Linked DNA regions of Anas platyrhynchos: region 2 is linked to region 1. Evidence: chromatin contacts called from public Hi-C data. All regions are on one chromosome and are shown on one strand. Each heading gives the region's core, a stretch centred on a gene start, on an enhancer-like site or on the middle of the called end of the contact. The rest is flanking DNA. Distances are from core to core; before and after follow the strand shown.

The links. Hi-C and Micro-C count contacts between places; a contact is called where the count stands out from the background.
Region 2: a Hi-C map of subcutaneous adipose tissue shows a contact between it and region 1, with 1.7 times the contacts expected there. The contact joins two enhancer-like sites. A contact is called at or near these places in 3 of 8 Hi-C or Micro-C datasets (F5 follicle, liver and subcutaneous adipose tissue).

The regions. Positions count from the first base shown.
Region 1 is chr2:152,515,842-152,519,778 of IASCAAS_PekinDuck_T2T, reverse strand. All of the region lies in intron 2 of KMT2C (lysine methyltransferase 2C), which reads right to left. Among named protein-coding and RNA genes, the nearest start is that of KMT2C, 5.0 kb to the right of the region's middle. Within about 2 kb of position 1,293, at least 2 of the 8 cell types and tissues checked have an H3K27ac peak or open chromatin away from gene starts, as enhancers often do. A contact at or near this core is called in subcutaneous adipose tissue, where this site is marked.
Region 2 is chr2:152,583,857-152,588,313 of IASCAAS_PekinDuck_T2T, reverse strand. KMT2C (lysine methyltransferase 2C) reads right to left here. Exons shown (of 61, transcript XM_072033849.1): 6 at 1,275-1,414. Among named protein-coding and RNA genes, the nearest start is that of KMT2C, 73 kb to the right of the region's middle. Within about 2 kb of position 2,898, at least 4 of the 8 cell types and tissues checked have an H3K27ac peak or open chromatin away from gene starts, as enhancers often do. A contact at or near this core is called in subcutaneous adipose tissue, where this site is marked.

The sequences.
Region 1 (3,937 bases), core at 44-2,543:
CAAACGTATTAGGCGCAGAAAAAAGAAAAGCTTTCAGTATTTTTGGAATTACTAGGAGCTTAATTGTTTAGCATTTCACCATGTTTTAGTGTACCTAGGACAACATTTCTTAAAAAGGTAAACCCACAGCACTGGTGCACACCAACATAGGGGTGTGACACTTTGTGGTAGATAAGGAACTTGTATTTTCCCCCGTCATAGACAACCCTGCTAAACCTCTGACACTGTTGTGGGACAACTGAGCCTACGAGTGGAAAAAACGACTCCAGCTACTCTGGGCAAGCCAACTGCCTTGGAAAACCATCCCTCAGCTCAAATGGCAGCAAAGAACAGAAACGTCCATTTCAATTACTTCAGAAAGAACAATGACATGAAGTTAGCAGGGGTTGAACACGCTACTAAGAAGAAAAAAAATAACATCCACATCCTCCAGATGAAGTGAGTTGTTTTTGAAGCTAGCTCTCGCTGAATATAGGATGAAATGCTGTGGGTAAATGGAGCAGAGAATGGGAACCAAGAGATTGGGTTCTTATTCCTACCTCTGCAAAGCCAGCACTTATGACCAATATGCAAAATATCCTGAGATTTCAGTGTCATGAGACTTGAGCTGTCATAATCCTGTCTGATAGCTCTCAGAGGTCCTTCCTTGAAAAGTGCTACCGAAGTTCAGTGGGTTACCAAACATAAACATTAACAACCTAACCACTGGAATTGAAAATTACAACCTCATCAAAAATTTCAAAGCAATCTGCATTTGCAAGCGTGGTCCACATCAAACTGTGAAACCGATAGGCTAGGGTTAGAGAAAATGGTCCATTTCCAACATTAAGCCTAAACTCACCCTTAAGACACATCTGAAGACACCAGTTCACAAAAATCAGCATTTTAACAACTTTGATGTTGCAAAACAATTCTGTAAAAGCCAGCGTGTCCAACAACTCCCGCTGTCATCCCTCCTAGAAGTCCCCCCAGGAACTGCAGACCAGAAGGTCCATACTGACATCACCTACCAGAAGCTCCCGAGGAAAACAGGATTATGAGCTGTTTAAGCCAGGCTCCGGTGCAAGAGCAACACCTGACAGCACAGGAATTCCTCGGGTGATGGAGGCACAGGGTGGGATGTGGAAGAAAACAGCCCAGTGATCCCGTGGGATCCTCCTGCGAGTCACCAGTCCCTTTCCATGCCGGACTAGAGAGCAGCCAGTGTCACATCCTGATAGTGGAGCCTGTCCCAACGCCCCAGCTCTTCCCACCGTGTGAACACACACACGCACACACCCCTTCTGGCTTCTGGCCCAAGCCTTTTGATAGGTGGCTCGTGGAGGCAGAAGCAGAGGCCAACGTTTGCTCTAACACCTTAACCCTTGCCCAAACAACAGGACACAGCCCAGCCATTGAAAGGCTTCAGTCTTTCCATGGTAGGCAGTAACTATTTGCCCTAACCATGCATACATATCTAGGAACACATTCATTCTATAAGACAATAAATATTTAGCATTTAGAAACATTAAATTTTGAAGTGAGAACGGGGCAGGGAAGATACAAACAAGCATCACAGGGAAGGTGCGCGATGAACACAGCTGAGCTATAAGGAGAAGACATCCAACACATCAAGGCTCTTCTGAAATGAGCGTAGATACCTTTAAATATTGGCCTACCCTAATATGAATCCAGCAAAAGGAACGATAAAAAATCTTAAATAATCATTTCCTGGCAAAAACACTACGCTTACGTTTCCTCAAAACTATCTGCATGTGTGAAATCCATGGCCTTTGAAAACCTCCTGCAGCTTACGCCGGCCAAAGTAAGTAATGAATAACGACGACGAAAATTAAGTCATAGATGCTTAAAAATAAACGCACAAAGTTTTCAGTAGACGAATTTCCAGCTTTCTGAAATCATTATTACCCTGTGCTGTTGTAAACAACACACATTTGCAACATTTTTAACATGGATCAGAAGCCTGACGGATGCTGAAAATACTACTTCAAATGAACACAGGTACTGACTTGAAAGGTAACTTATCGTGATCACAGCCACTGAGACTTCTGCTACTAAATTCTTGTTAAGACAAATGTTTGTGCTGCTTATAACCCGTCTGGATTAACAAAGCTCAAATACTGAAAATCAATTACAAAGATGTTTGCTGCACCTGCACAACGCTATTCTGATATATTGTCATGAATAACCAACTATTCGCGCAATGACAACAGTCAAAACTGATCCAATCAATCTTCTTCCCCTGCAACTTCTTTTTGAGCATATTTCTACCACTCATGTCCAAAGCCTGGAAGCTGAGAAATAATCCAAGTACAGGCGTTAAATTTCCAAGATTTCAGGTCATGAGGTAAGATGGTCCCTAACTATTTCTATTTTCTCCTATGCAATACCAGCAACATCCAGACTCCCTTTTCTTTCTCCTACATCATGTTGTATCTTCAGTGATGCAACTTCCTTTTTTTTTTTTTTTTTTTGCTTTGGGAAATACACTCTTGCCAACCCTTAAATTCATTTGAAAGCTGGTATTTCAAAAATATTGTCTTCATTCATTGCCTTGATTATAGTTCTTTGTGTTCTTCCGTCCTCCTTATGAACCATGTCAAGAACAACCTACTTGCTCCCAATTTCACGGCTCTGCATGCCCTATTCTAGCTTTATCTCTCAAATTTGTACCTCTGCTCTATACAAATACCCCGTTGTCAAAATGTAAGGAAGAAAATATGAGTGTTTGTCTAGCACTCGAGGCAGGAAACAAGTTATCTGTGAAAATCCTCAGGGCGACAAGGCTACCCTCCTTTAAATATATCCTCCAAGTCTGATGCCTATGAATCATTCACTGATGCTGAGATAGCCGGGGTACTTGAACTTCTGCACGTTCTCGTGCTCGTAGCATTCTCACAGCTCCCATGTGCTTTCCCAATACATTTCTAACATTTATACGTTGTCTTATCTTTACATTTAAATTAAGAAATTGTTTGCGCAGAAGCAAGCTTTGCTTATGCATCTGTAGTGTATGCAGTATAATGGTGCCCTGGCCTCTGGGCACAATTACAATATAAATAATAAAAATGAACTGTTCACCCAAGATTAACTCTCCTGACAATGTTATTCATAAAGCTGTACCCTTCAAATGGTGAGAAAAAGCCATCCTGATGCCATGCTCTACCACCAGGAACTCTCCAGGCATTGACACCACAACAAAACCAGTTCCTGGCCCATCATCACCTACAGGAAACCTCAACTGCTCCATAAAAAATCCAGTGTTGCTGGGGACATGGGGATTTATGTGGATAACCAAGCAAAATGCACAATGATGAAGACTCTCAGAGAACCATCCCTAGTGGAAGAACCCTACCATCTCTTAACATACGAGCCTAATTCTGTGAGGAGCTAAGAATCCCTGGCATCCCACAGAAGCAGATTCAAGGCAGTTTTCCATCTGTCTACTTAAACTCATCAAATTTGCGTACAAACATGGCCTTTGAGAAGGAAAAACACCAACCTGCAGCATCCTCAAATATTGTATTGTTCTTTAACGGAGGCTTCCATGAGGAATTATTCTTTTTTTTTTTTTTTTTTAGCTATGCTGTCTTAATGCAGGGCTCTTAGTTTTATCATTACTTAGACTGCACTTAGCCTGAACATTCTGTGGAACATTTCCTATAATGGGATAAAGCAGTTGAACAATTTGACTGGCTAATAGTGATTTAGACATGTGATTACAGTACAGAAAATGATCTGACATATGCTCTTTTATCTGGTTTACATGAGGCACATAAACCCCACTGGAAAGCACAGAAGTGAAAAGGAAGACATGCCCAAGCAGTCATATGAAAACAAGAGAAATTATTTATACTCATTTTATTTCTGCATTTGCTTAGCTAGTTGTAATCAGTATTTTGTAAAGAGTACAACATGATATAAAACCATTTTTCCT
Region 2 (4,457 bases), core at 1,649-4,148, 67 kb before region 1:
TTTCCCAATCACCACATGTAGATCTGTATGTTTATGTAGAACATGCTCAAATGATGCTTTAGAATTCTACATAAAATTTTTGAAAGGTAAAAACATAGCATAAACAGAAGAACCACAGAAAAAAACTGTCTCAATACAACAGATGCGTAATACAGATTTAAATACAAACATGTTATTGGTAAATGAGTATCTGCTTAAAAACAGAATTTGCAGAAATCAATGGGTATATCGTAAAAAAAAGTTTCTAATTCAGCCATGGGAAAAGACAGTGTAACCGATGAATACTTCCAAAGGAATTCTGTGACAGCTTTTTCCTAGATTTGAAACAATGCTGTACATTAGCTGCTGAAATTAGATACTGCAGTTGGCCAACTTAAGCATTCAGCCACAAAAAAACTCCCTCAAAAATTCTGCAATATCCTGGGAAGAGTCCACTACAAATAATAATGACAAAATAATTTATATTGATCAAACCCGCATCCCCACGCACTATAGTATAACTATTTAAGACAGAAGTTGTTGTTTTAAATTAGACTTTGAAATCAATTTTCACACTCATGAAAGAATAACATTTATATTACTGCACAGGTTTAAACAGAAATGTATTTCCATTTTTTGAGTCAAAATATGTGAGTGGACTACTGGCATCAAAAGCATGTGGACATTTTCTGAAAAAGTAATTCATAATTGAATAAAAAGAGAAGCTACATTAAAACAAAAGAGTAAATGACAAACCAGACAGTTTTCTAACAAAAAAACATGCAAGTGTGTTTTACCTCTATTGTTCTATGAATACCGGCTCTTCTAAATCTTTCTTTCCATTATTTTAGATAATCCATAAGAGCAGCATGAAGTTAGGTGAGGCTACAGGATTGGGACTTTAAAAATTGTATTGAGCTGTGTCTCATTTCTTTGCTCTTTTCTCCACAAAATGCAACTGCGACACTGAAAATGTTGCTGAACAACAGTTCAGCAGCAGATTAAAACTATTTCCTCATACAGTCACAGAATCGTTTAGGTTGGAAAAGATCTTCAAGATCCTGAAGTCCAACCATTGAAATGTCCTTCCAAATATCTTTGCTAAGATTCTATCCAGTACTTTACAGAAACATCACATAACATTGGTAAAATGTTATGAAAATGGAAATGTTAAGAAAGCATAATCAAATTTTACAAACACCAGAGCACAGAAAATCAACAGCTGAATAACTTCACTCATTGTCACTGCAGCTTTTGGTGTATGCCCAACAATGAAGAAGCGCAACGTATCTTACCTGTTGGCTCAAATAAGGCTTGAACATCAATGTCATCTGGTAAGCCAACTAAACTGAGTTCATCCCAGAATTTGACAACCTGATCGTCAGAAGCAGTTTGGGTGCTTACACTTGTACACGATGCTATACTTGATCGAGATCTGTATCAAGGAGCAGAAAAAAAAACAAACAACTCAGAAGTGACCACACACTTTGTTCACTGTAAATGATACAAAACTCAGGGAAATCCTTTTTTTTTTCCCAAACATGGTTAAAATATAATCTACATGACCAAAAATCTGACTTCCTCATGCTCTAACTCAACACCTTTTGGGTTAACGAACTTTTCAGTTAAAGCTACTATTCAACAGTCAAAAGAGAGCTTGATAAAATTCCCCTTTCTGCAGCTTGCTCTCCTCCTATTGTTCAGGATACACACTTGGTTTGTTTGTTTGTTTAATCCTCTTCTATTTAACATTAAAACTTGCCCAACATTAGGAATGGAGAATTAAGGAACAGCAAGCAGTCTGTGTTACTCTGGGGAAGAACAGGTGTAGAAGGAAGGCAAGAGGGTGGTGAAGGTGGGGAGCATCAACCTCAGTTGCAGAGGATAAGTAAGAAAAGAAGGGAGGGGTAGGGACAGCCAGAAGAAATGCAGGGGGATTCAGAAATCCAGTGATATAAAGGTTACTATCTTGTGCTGACATGGGCGTATCTCATTTCTAACTGTATTAATTTGTTCCCCCAATTCTAATCTTAACAGAAAACAGGTAATAACACTCAGATTAGTCAACTAACAGAAGGAAGTGGTGATTCCTCCTCCTTTATTTCCTGCTGGCAAAAATTTATCTTGGACATCTGAGGATCTGCATTAAGCTTACTTACTCAAGAGATCTGACCTCATTCAATGCTTCAGTGGTTAGCAGGAAACAGGGTGGTGATGTGTTTTTTTTTCTATTGATGTTCTTTGAACTTCATTATTCTCCCCCATTAGTAACTCTAAGCTGTACATGTGCCGTTTCTTCTGAGTTTCTAGAGTTGAGACTGCATAAAAATACCTCTCTGCTGACTGCTCTCCTGCACACAACCACTAAAAAAGGACACTACCAATGAGCTGGTGCCAAGAGCCACAGTAAACAGCGGACTTGTAACCGGTGATAACTCTGCCTTCCTAAATACTACCTGTGCTCTACTCCAAAAACATTCAGAAATATACGGGGAAAAAAATCAATAAAAAAACTTGTGGAGAAAAAAAAAAAAAGAGTAACAACACTCTTGCACTGCCAGAGAGAGCTTAAAAGTTTTTAATTACTACATGATATTCTAATGACTCATGACAGTTAGCTCCAGCACCATCAGCAGAGCGATGCCCCTCACAGAGCACCAAATTAACCCGCTCTGGGGTCTACAAAAGTCCTTCCTGAACAGGCCCCACGCTCAGCAGAGCCGGTTCCAACATTAAACCACCACTCAAAACACCAAAATTGAAAAAAAAAAAAAATTTAACCCCGGTTGACACGGCATTTCTCCCAGGATCCAATCCAGTCAGCAAACATCCTCATTTACTCTGCAGTTTTATCCTGAAGTGACACACGCTCCGCCCCAGCCTGTTTGTGGTTTTGTGTGTTTTTTTTTTTTAACTTTGTGTTTTTTTAAGGCACTATTTGACGTGCATATCAAACACCGAGTAACCGCGTGAGGGGACGGGGTAGCTCCGTGAGGCTGAAGACAAGCTGTTTTCCCCCACCAGCACCCTTCACCACCCACTTTTACGATGTTGACAGAGCCGTACGGCAGCGTGCTGTCGGCCTCGCCAAGCACAAAACGACCTCTGCTAGCGAGCCGGGCCCGAGCACTGAACCTTAACAAGTCTCGTTGGGCACACCCAGCCGAAAATACGTCACCAAAGCGCTCCTGGCAGATCTGGCACCCCTAGGAGTGAAGCTGGGTGGCAAAGAGCCATGCACCACACAGCCACAGCCCCCCTGCTAGTGGCTGTGGGACCCCGTTTGTGGCTCCATCCTAAAGCAAGGGGGCTGCTGCTGCTCCCTTCCCTTCCTTTCTTTTCCCTTCTTTTCCTTTCCCTTCCCCTCAGCTTCCCTCAGCGGGGCCTCGGGGCTGGCGGCGGCCCCACACTCAGAGCCAATTCCCGACCTTCAGCGCGGCCCCGCTGGGGGCTGAGCCTAACAACCCGCTTGTCTGATCAGCCACAGCCGAAGCGTCGTCGCCGTATCTTTAATAAAACCTTTCTGCGGAGTTGTGTGTGTGTGTTCCTGCAATTTTTCAGAACTAGTGAGCTCAGTAATTCAGGGCCTGGAGCGCTTCCCCTCTGAGGGGAACGTCTATAAATGCCTGGAGGTATTTCAGTGCTGTTCTCACTGGTGCCCAGTGCCAGGACAGGAGGCAGTGGGCCCAGCCTGGAGCCCGGGAGGTTCCCCTGACCCCCAGGCAGCCCAGAGGCTGTGGGGTCTCCTCCTTGGAAAGCTCCAAAAGCCGCCTGGCCATGGGCCTGGGCACCCTGCTCTGGGTGGCCCTGCTGGGGCAGGGGCTGGGCCCGAGGGACCCCGAGGTGCTGCCAGCCTCACCGGGCTGGGATTCTGTGGTACTGAAAGGTGGCACCTACCAGACAGGACACGGGATACTGCTAGTTCAGTGACTGACAACACTGTTTTAGGAAAGCCAATGAACACCACTTTCAAAGGGTACTGAACACGCTGTGTGTGTGTAACTCTCCTGTCACAGTGGCATGAACCGGTTTTGGAGGACACGGGGAAAATGCTTCCAAGAGATGGAAAGGTTTCTATTTACCCTATTGTACAAAATAAATAGCACTTCAGAAATCCATTATCTTCTATCCTTTTGCATACTGTCAATTTAATTTCACAGAATCACACAGAATTGTAGGGGTTGGAAGGGAACTCAAGAGATCATTGGGTCCTATCCCCAGCCCCCATACTTTGAACTCACAAGATCTGTGCTTTTACAATAACTTGTAAATAATCTTTTCTATCATATTCTTGTCAAGATTCTCACTTAAATAGAGAAACCAATCTTTAAGAAGTGAAAAAGAGGCAACCATTTCTGTGTGGAACCAGGAGTTCAACTCAAAGATCTTTGTGGGCCCCTTACAACTTAGGATACTCTACAATTCCTACCTGTTTTCCTACACCGCTTGCATTCTTTCAAAATAAACCAAAAACCAAA